Linked DNA regions of Mus musculus: region 1 is linked to region 2. A link is a contact called in public Hi-C data. All regions are on one chromosome and are shown on one strand. Each heading gives the region's core, a stretch centred on a gene start, on an enhancer-like site or on the middle of the called end of the contact. The rest is flanking DNA. Distances are from core to core; before and after follow the strand shown. Region 1 holds the start of Eva1c (eva-1 homolog C (C. elegans)). Region 2 has its middle 21 kb from the start of Ifnar2.

Evidence for each region. Hi-C and Micro-C count contacts between places; a contact is called where the count stands out from the background.
Region 1: a contact with region 2 is called in a Hi-C map of the N1E-115 cell line, with 4 times the contacts expected there. The contact joins the promoter of Eva1c here to the enhancer-like site in region 2. A contact is called at or near these places in 4 of 39 promoter capture datasets (embryonic stem cells, erythroid cells, hippocampal neurons and 1 more), 5 of 484 Hi-C or Micro-C datasets (the G1E-ER4 cell line, the N1E-115 cell line and embryonic stem cells), 3 of 115 datasets of contacts at active chromatin or transcription factors (bone marrow-derived macrophages and embryonic stem cells) and 1 of 9 other capture datasets (embryonic stem cells).

Annotation. Positions count from the first base shown.
Region 1 is chr16:90,829,158-90,832,838 of GRCm38.p6, forward strand. It overlaps Eva1c (eva-1 homolog C (C. elegans)), which reads left to right and starts at 1,702. Exons shown (of 8, transcript NM_001199210.2): 1 at 1,702-2,275. The coding sequence starts at 2,116.
Region 2 is chr16:91,349,972-91,353,765 of GRCm38.p6, forward strand. No RefSeq gene overlaps it. Among named protein-coding and RNA genes, the nearest start is that of Ifnar2, 21 kb to the right of the region's middle. Within about 2 kb of position 2,285, at least 67 of the 459 cell types and tissues checked have an H3K27ac peak or open chromatin away from gene starts, as enhancers often do. A contact at or near this core is called in the G1E-ER4 cell line, the N1E-115 cell line and erythroid cells, where this site is marked.

The DNA of each region.
Region 1 (3,681 bases), core at 452-2,951, 520 kb before region 2:
ATTCACTTGGTGTGGTTGGTCCAAGGTCTTGTCTTCCCTGGTATAGTGATGACTCCCGTGGACCGAATACCTTCTGTGTGTCTCAGGCTGTTTCACACACATCTCCTGCATCACCTGGTCACAGCCTGACAATATGGACGCATGGAGATGCACTCACAGTGTCAGAGACATCTGGAAGCTTCTACAGCCCCAACAGCACAATGCTGCCTGCCCCCATCCCTCAGGGAGCACGGTTCCCTTACTGGGCCCGCATCTTCATGCCCTGCCAAAGAACCTGACACACACTGGTAGCCAATCTAGATCTAGATGAGGGGATAAGATAGACGAATAGGAGGGACCCGAGGTCTGCACACTCTTTCTCCAGTGGTCTTTGTGAATTGAGCAACCTTACCTACTCTTCCAGCCTTAGTTTACCCAACATAAGACGTTCATATTAAACTTATATCCCATGATTATTGAGGCTGTGTTTTTAAAAAAGATTGTGTGTGTGTGGGGGGGGGGGCAGAGTAGAGTTCGAGTTCGTGGGTCCCCTGAGAGAGATTCAGGGTGGTTGCAAGCTGCCAGCGCTGGGTGCTGGAATCTGAACTAGTGTCCTCTGGAAAAGCAGCAAGTTCTATTAACCGCTGAGCCATCTCTCCAGCCCAAGGCTATGCAAACTGGGTCTCTCCATACAAACACCAGTATTTAGCATTTTCTTCCCACCCTCAGGATCTCAATTTGGGCGACCTAGCCCCCCGAAGGATGTGTGGCTGTCATCCTCCTAGAATCTAGTGGTCCAGCTCTGAGACAGTGCCACAGGGAGGCAGAGTGTCCTCTTGTTCTGCTGGCCTGGCCTCCGCACTCTGAGCTCTGCTCCCAGAGCAGGGCGGGGCTGGAAGCCTAGACCCGCCCTTGGGCCTCATTATCTACGTTTCCGCGTCAGGCGCGCTGGGTGAACTTGGCAAGCCCTCCCGGCGGTGGATGGGGAACACTTTGTGCCGAGCGCCCGCCCGCCCGCCGGGCCCTCCTCCTTCCCACCGGCGCCGCGGGGCCTGGACGCCTGCGCTGTTCTTAGGTCTGGGGTCTCTCGAGTGCCTAGCACCTGGCCCCGCAGCTCTGGACTCCCGCTCATCGTCCCTGGTGTCATCACCGATCTATTGGTCTACGGGTGTCCAAATGCGTAGACACCGCACGTAGTCAACAGGGTCATATAGATGCCGTGGCCCATTTTAAAACAAAGCTCAATTATAAGCGCTCAGCCGCTGTTTATTCCAGCCCAGTTTCAGATCCCCGAGGGCTGCTGTCAACTAGCACCCACAGGAAGCTCCATCCGAGCAAAAGGAACCTGGCTCGGAGCCTCGTGACTGGTTTGAGACTACCAGCTCCCTCAGGTCCGGACTGCTAGAGCCTAGGCAGATTTCTATGGTGGGCAGAAAGTTGAGGACCCAGTCTCCCATTCAGTGCGATCAGACGTACTGCGTGCTTGGTGGCTGAACAACAAGCGCTGAAGGTGGCAGAGACGGTAATGTCTCTATCTCCGGGACCTCACCTCCCACCCCCCTTCCCACGATCTCCGCTCCCCTCTAGCCAGGGCTGTACGCTGCTGCCTTGGTTCTAAAGTGCGTCACGGACGGGCACCAGCCGCGCTGCTCCACCGGCCTGGGTGAGGTTGGCGCCGAGCCAGCGCAAGCTGAGCCAGCAGCTCTTGACCATCACCCCGCCTAGAGACACCGGCGTGGAAAGCGCTCAAGCTGCGCAGCATCGGGTCGCTGCTGGAGACGCTCTCCGCTTTGGGCTCGGCGCCCCCGATCGGCCTCGGCCAAGCTCCGGAGCACGAGGTGACACCCCCTAAACTCCCTAGGCTGGCTCCCTAGGTTCATGGAGCCAGGAAGATTTCTTCTGAAGAAACTACGCCTCGGCCTCCCTGGGATCCTCGCCCCGCCCCGGGTCTCCGCCCCCTCCCCTTGGCTGGGGATCCCGGACCCGGCGGCGACCGCCTAAGAAGCTCCAGCAGCCTGGACAAGGAGGCGGCAGGGGGCCGGGAGCTGGTGGCTACAGACTCGCCCCGCCATGTGACGCGGTCCTCCTTGCCTGCGATCCCAGCGCCAGCGCCCGCGCCCAGCCGCGCCGCGCATCATGCTCCTGCCAGGACACCCGCGTCCACCACCCGCGCCCCAATCGGCGCAGAATCAGGGCCTCCGCAGGCAGGTAGAGCCTCCGGGGCAGCTTCTGCGCCTGTTCTACTGCACGGTCCTAGTGTGCTCCAAAGAGACCTCCGCGCTCACCGATTTCTCTGGTAAGAGCGCTCTTGCTTGCCTCGAGCCCGCGTTCCCCTAGCTGTTGCCCAGGTGAGTGGCCTCTGCATGGGGCACTACCTGGTTGGATTAAAGTTGAAGTGTTCTCCCTAACTAGTTATCTTGCCTCGTGGGAGCCCTTGGCATCTAGGTGGTGGTAGCAGGGAAGTCAGCCCTTATTAAGGCCGGGCTTATTTCGAGTTTCTCTAGGCTCTCTTGACTTTTGTTAGTTTCCTGGGCATCGGCGACGCAGCCCTGACCTTTGCATGTTCACCAGAGGACCCCTAAGCTGAGCCCGGACCCCTAAGCTGAGCCCGGACCCCTAAGCTGAGCCCGGACCCCTAAGCTGAGCCCGGACCCCTAAGCTGAGCCCGGTACCACGCCCAACTCTGGAAGATTGCCGTGGTCTGGACGAAGGGTTGCACTTGGCTGGCCACTCACACGATAAGGGTGCGTCCCAACCAGACTCCAGGGTACCCATGTAAGGAGACTTGTCCAGGGCACGTTGGACAGAAAGTCCAAGCCAGCCTCGAGGGGGGGAGCCTGGGAAGACTGGAGGTCTGGTGGAGATGCCCGGAGACTGATAGAAGCTGACAGAACAGAGACTGGACTCAGAGGCATGACTCTCCAACAAAAGGTGGCAGCACCCCCCCCCCAACACACACACACACACACACACACACACACACACACACACACACACGACTTTCTCCTGCCAAGTCAAAGATCAATGTGCTCTTTGGCGAATTCCTACCTGACCTCTGAGCAAAATACCTTAGCAAGGTGTGAGGCAAGGCTGCAGGTGGCAGTTAGTTGTGGGGATGGTTTTTAGAATCCATGCTCAAAGTGACAAATGTCTTTACCACTGCAACCGCCCCGGATCTCCATGTGCTCGGCATCTTTCTCCATCAACCCCAAGAAGCATCTATCTCTACCTACATCCTTTCTCTTGGGACCTTCTGCCTAGCTCAGGCTGGGCACAGACTCTAGCAACCCCCTTGCTACCGTTTTTTTTTTTTTTCTTTTCTTTTTCAGCATAATTGTGGTAAAGTCACCTGTCTGCTCCGCTCTGTTCTGCTCGTGTGACAGACTACTAGGCAAAGAAACTGGAAGTGCAGACTTGAGCTGGGTTTCTGGTTTGCTTACAGAGAATGTCATTCATTGTTAGCTGAGGTCAGAGGTTCTTTGCTTAGAATATTTAATATCAAGGCAGTGTTCTTGCCCGGCCAAGGAAGCCAAGATATGCCTGTTTGGCAAGCAAACCACAGTCCTTAAAACCAAGCTGCAGAGAATCAAAACTCTGGTAAATGTGCTGAGGAAATTCATCGGGTTTTTTTTTTTTCTAAGCACTGTGAACTTTTTTCTTTTTCTGTGACAGAACTTTCTTGGCTTCCAGAAACTTTCTGTG
Region 2 (3,794 bases), core at 1,035-3,534:
ACACTGTCATTTGTTTTATTGCCCAGATTTTCAAAATAGTCTTTAAAATGTTGACCCCACAAGTTGAGCAAACGTACTTCTATTGAACCAGAGCAGAGCAGAAAGGCAGCCCCAAAGCCTCTGTCTGAGCTTTGACTGAATTTATGTAGTGACCTAATGTGCCCTCCAAAAGTCTGTCTTGCTTTTTACAGAAAATTAGTCCCAAGAAACAAAGATAAAGTGCGTGGCTAGTTGCCTGGGAATAAAGTTGTCGGTGGCCGGGATGTTTTAGGATGGATGTATTTGAAACTGTTTCATCTTGAGACTTGTTAACAGCACAGCGACTCCAGGTAAAAAGAGTGTGTTCTGTCTTGAAGCTTGCTGAGAAAGTGTATCTCAAGAAAACCCCATCCCCCCAAAAAAATTTTCACATAAAAGATAAAATGGTAACTCGTGGGGTGATGTCTTTGTGAATTGGATGGATTTGCTATGTGCACGTGCACATTGCTATACCTGCAGGATATGTAATTTTTGCCAATTATTCTTTGATAAAGAGAAAAAAATTTTTAAATAATGAAAAATAAACAGTTTCAAAACTAAAATGGGGGTGTGGTGGTTTGTGTGTGTGTTGTTTGCTTAGGGGTGTGGTAGGATGCTGTTGTTGTTGTTGTTGTTGATTAGTTTTGTGGTTTTGGCAAGATCTCTCTGTAAATCAGGCTGCCCTGGAGCTCACTGCATAGCCTAGGTTAGCATGGAAGTCAGGGTGTCCCTTTGACAAGGCGACTCGAGTGCTGGGATTACAGCTGTGAGGCACACCCCAGGCCAGAGAAGAACTGTCTGACGCTATGAACACAGTGTTGACTCGTATTTTTTTTCTGCAGAAGTTATTTTCTTACCCTAAAGAAAAAAAAATGGGTCACACTTTTGCTGCAGGGACAACAGGCTGGTGACCTCCACTGCCACCAGTGCCACAGAAGGAGGTCCCCAGATGTCAAAGAGGACACTGGATCCCTAAAGCCAGCTGAAACAGCCTCCCATTGGGGCACCTTGTTTGCAGTCACCTCTTGCTTTAGGTACCACTGGTGTTTGTAGTGTGCCATTGCGGGGGGGGGGGGGGGGGACGGCGTTTGCGGTGACCTCAGTAACATGCAGTGAGTTAAAGCCAGAGTCGCTGAGGGGAGCTAGGGCCGGAACTGGAGGCAGGGATCTGGAGCGGGAGCTGATGCAGAGGCCGTGGAGGGTGCTGCTTGCTGGCTTGCTTCCTGTCGCTTTCTTAGCCTGCTTTCCTATAGAACCCAGGACCGCCTGCATAGGGCTACAGCACCCACAATGAGCTGTGCCCTCCCACATTGATCACTAGTTAAGAAAATACCCCACAGACTCATTCATAGGTCCATGTGGCAGAGGTGTTGTCTGAGGTGCCCTCTTCCCAGTTGACTCCAGCTGGTGTCAAGCTGACCAAAACCTAACAAGTACGTCGGAGTAAATACCCCATAAAAGAGGTGGAGCTCAGATTCTGCTCATGTCTATACAGTTGTACTGTCAGTTCCTAGTGGGGTTCACTGTGTGAATAGCAGAGGTCTCAGGGCCTTAGGGCCATTTCTATCACCAGGCCTGCTACCTGGGGGCCCCTTCCAAAGCCCGTATGCTACCTTATGTGTGAGTAGTTACACAGAGATTTTAACTATTTTGACTTGACCTACACTTTAAGGACAACAATATAGTGTTTCATACCATCCATAGTGGTGACTTTTCCCTCGTTCAAATGTGTGAAAATATATAGATTACCCATTTAATCACAAATATATTAAAATTCTAATAAGTGTGGCTTGAACCTGGCTTGTAATTGAGACTTAGAGGCAAGAAGTTCAACAACTTAATTATTTTGAAATATCACCAGTGTGTCAGATGATCCACTCTGTTTCCAAGTTGTTTGGTTGGTGTGTGTGTGTGTGAGAGAGAGAGAGAGATCGACAGAGAGACAGACAGAGACAGAGAGAGAGAGAGAGAGAGAGAGAGAGAGAGAGAGAGAGAGAGAGAGAGAGAATTTAGGATCAGAATAAACTGTCACGGTAGGGAAATTTTATGTGTGCAGAAAATGTATGCACCAGGACTCCTATGTCTAGCTTTGCCTCTGCTGGGAACCTGTCGTATGACTTTGTGCAAGGGTGTTTCATTTGTGCCTTTTAATCTCTGTGTCTCGCTCCGCTCCACCATCACCTGTTGCAGACACAACAAGTCAACATCCTCCCGGCAGGTTTTCTGGCTTCCACCCTTTTCCTTGAGAAATGGCGCCACCTTCTGGCTATAGAGGTCATAACATCTGCCCATGGAAAAATCTAACATCGCAGTAGCTTTTGTCTACATGACACAAGACAACCATTGAGAAGAGGGAACCCCAACTGAGGAATTGTTTGCATCATACTGGTCTGCAGACAAGTCTATAGGAACATTTCTAAAACTTTAATCGATAACTGATATGGGAGGGTCAAGTGAGTGATAGCTGACCACCCCTGGGCTGGTGGTCCTGGGTTGTGTAAGAAAGCAGACTGAGCAAGCCAGTAAGCTCCACCATGGCTTATGCCATGTTCCTGACCCCAGCTTCATCCCTGCCTCGAGCATCTGCCTTGGGAACCCCCGATGATGGGGTGTATCCTATAAACCAAATAAACATTCCCTCACCAAGTTACTTCTGCTGGCGCTGTTAATTATGGCCACAGAACCAGTCCAAAGCTACACAAAATTGTTTTATTAAAATATTACAGCATTCCTTGGGAGTGACTTTCCACGCTTTACAATAATAGAAACCTGGCACACAGGCCCAGACTGAGTAGAGCTGACTCAAGCTTGCACACGCCTCCTGTAGATAGATGTCCCTCCTCCACAGACAGGACAGGAGCAGCCAAAACGGCCAGGGCTTTGCTCTGAAGTAAGATCTACGCACTGAAAACAGCCTTATCTTTGCCAGCCATGCTCAGCAGCCACACCCTGAGTCACTGGCTAATGCTGTATGATGTAAGGGTTTGTAACTAGGTGCCGCTGAAATGGAGGGATGACTCCTTCTGCACAGAGAACACATATAACTCCCCCTTCAATGATACCCCAAACTCATAGACCTGGTTGGTTAGGAAAGGAAGCACATGGGCTCCGTGGGGGAAATGACATCGTTTCCCGCTCATCAGTGAGGAAAGAAGGCAGCAAGCATCTCTTGTCCGTGTTGGAGGGGCTTAGGAGGTCTGTTTCACATTCATGACCACACACACTTAGGTAACCTGGGAAAGAAATGGGGGCTTCTGTTCTTTGATTCCTCCATTCCATTTTACATAATTCTGGAACGTAAATAACACACACATACACATGCACACGCACGCATGCATGCACGCACATATGAAGAAAGCATGGTGCTGGACCCAGCATGCTGCTGTAGCAACCTGCCAAGCAAGACGTGCTCACTGCTGCGATAACAGCAAGCCTCTAATGTGGGAGCCAACTACTCCCTGAGTGCACTTAAGGCCTGTTTCACAGAATGGAATCCCATGTCTGTTACTGTAATGCTGGCCAGAGGTCCAGGGCTAGAGAGGTCATAGAGTGGAGCCTAGTATTGTTATTTTACTAAATGTTCATATTGTAAGATCACCTTCTGAATATTTATGTTTATAGCCATACACTCGATAATGCTCTCCACCTTGGTCAGAGAAACTTCTTTTTGCAGCAGCAGTCAATGGAGAAATGCAGGATGGCTCCAAGTACTGAGAATAATCAACTGGGTGTTTAGCCTTAAATGAGATCCTTAGACCCACACCCCCTACACACAC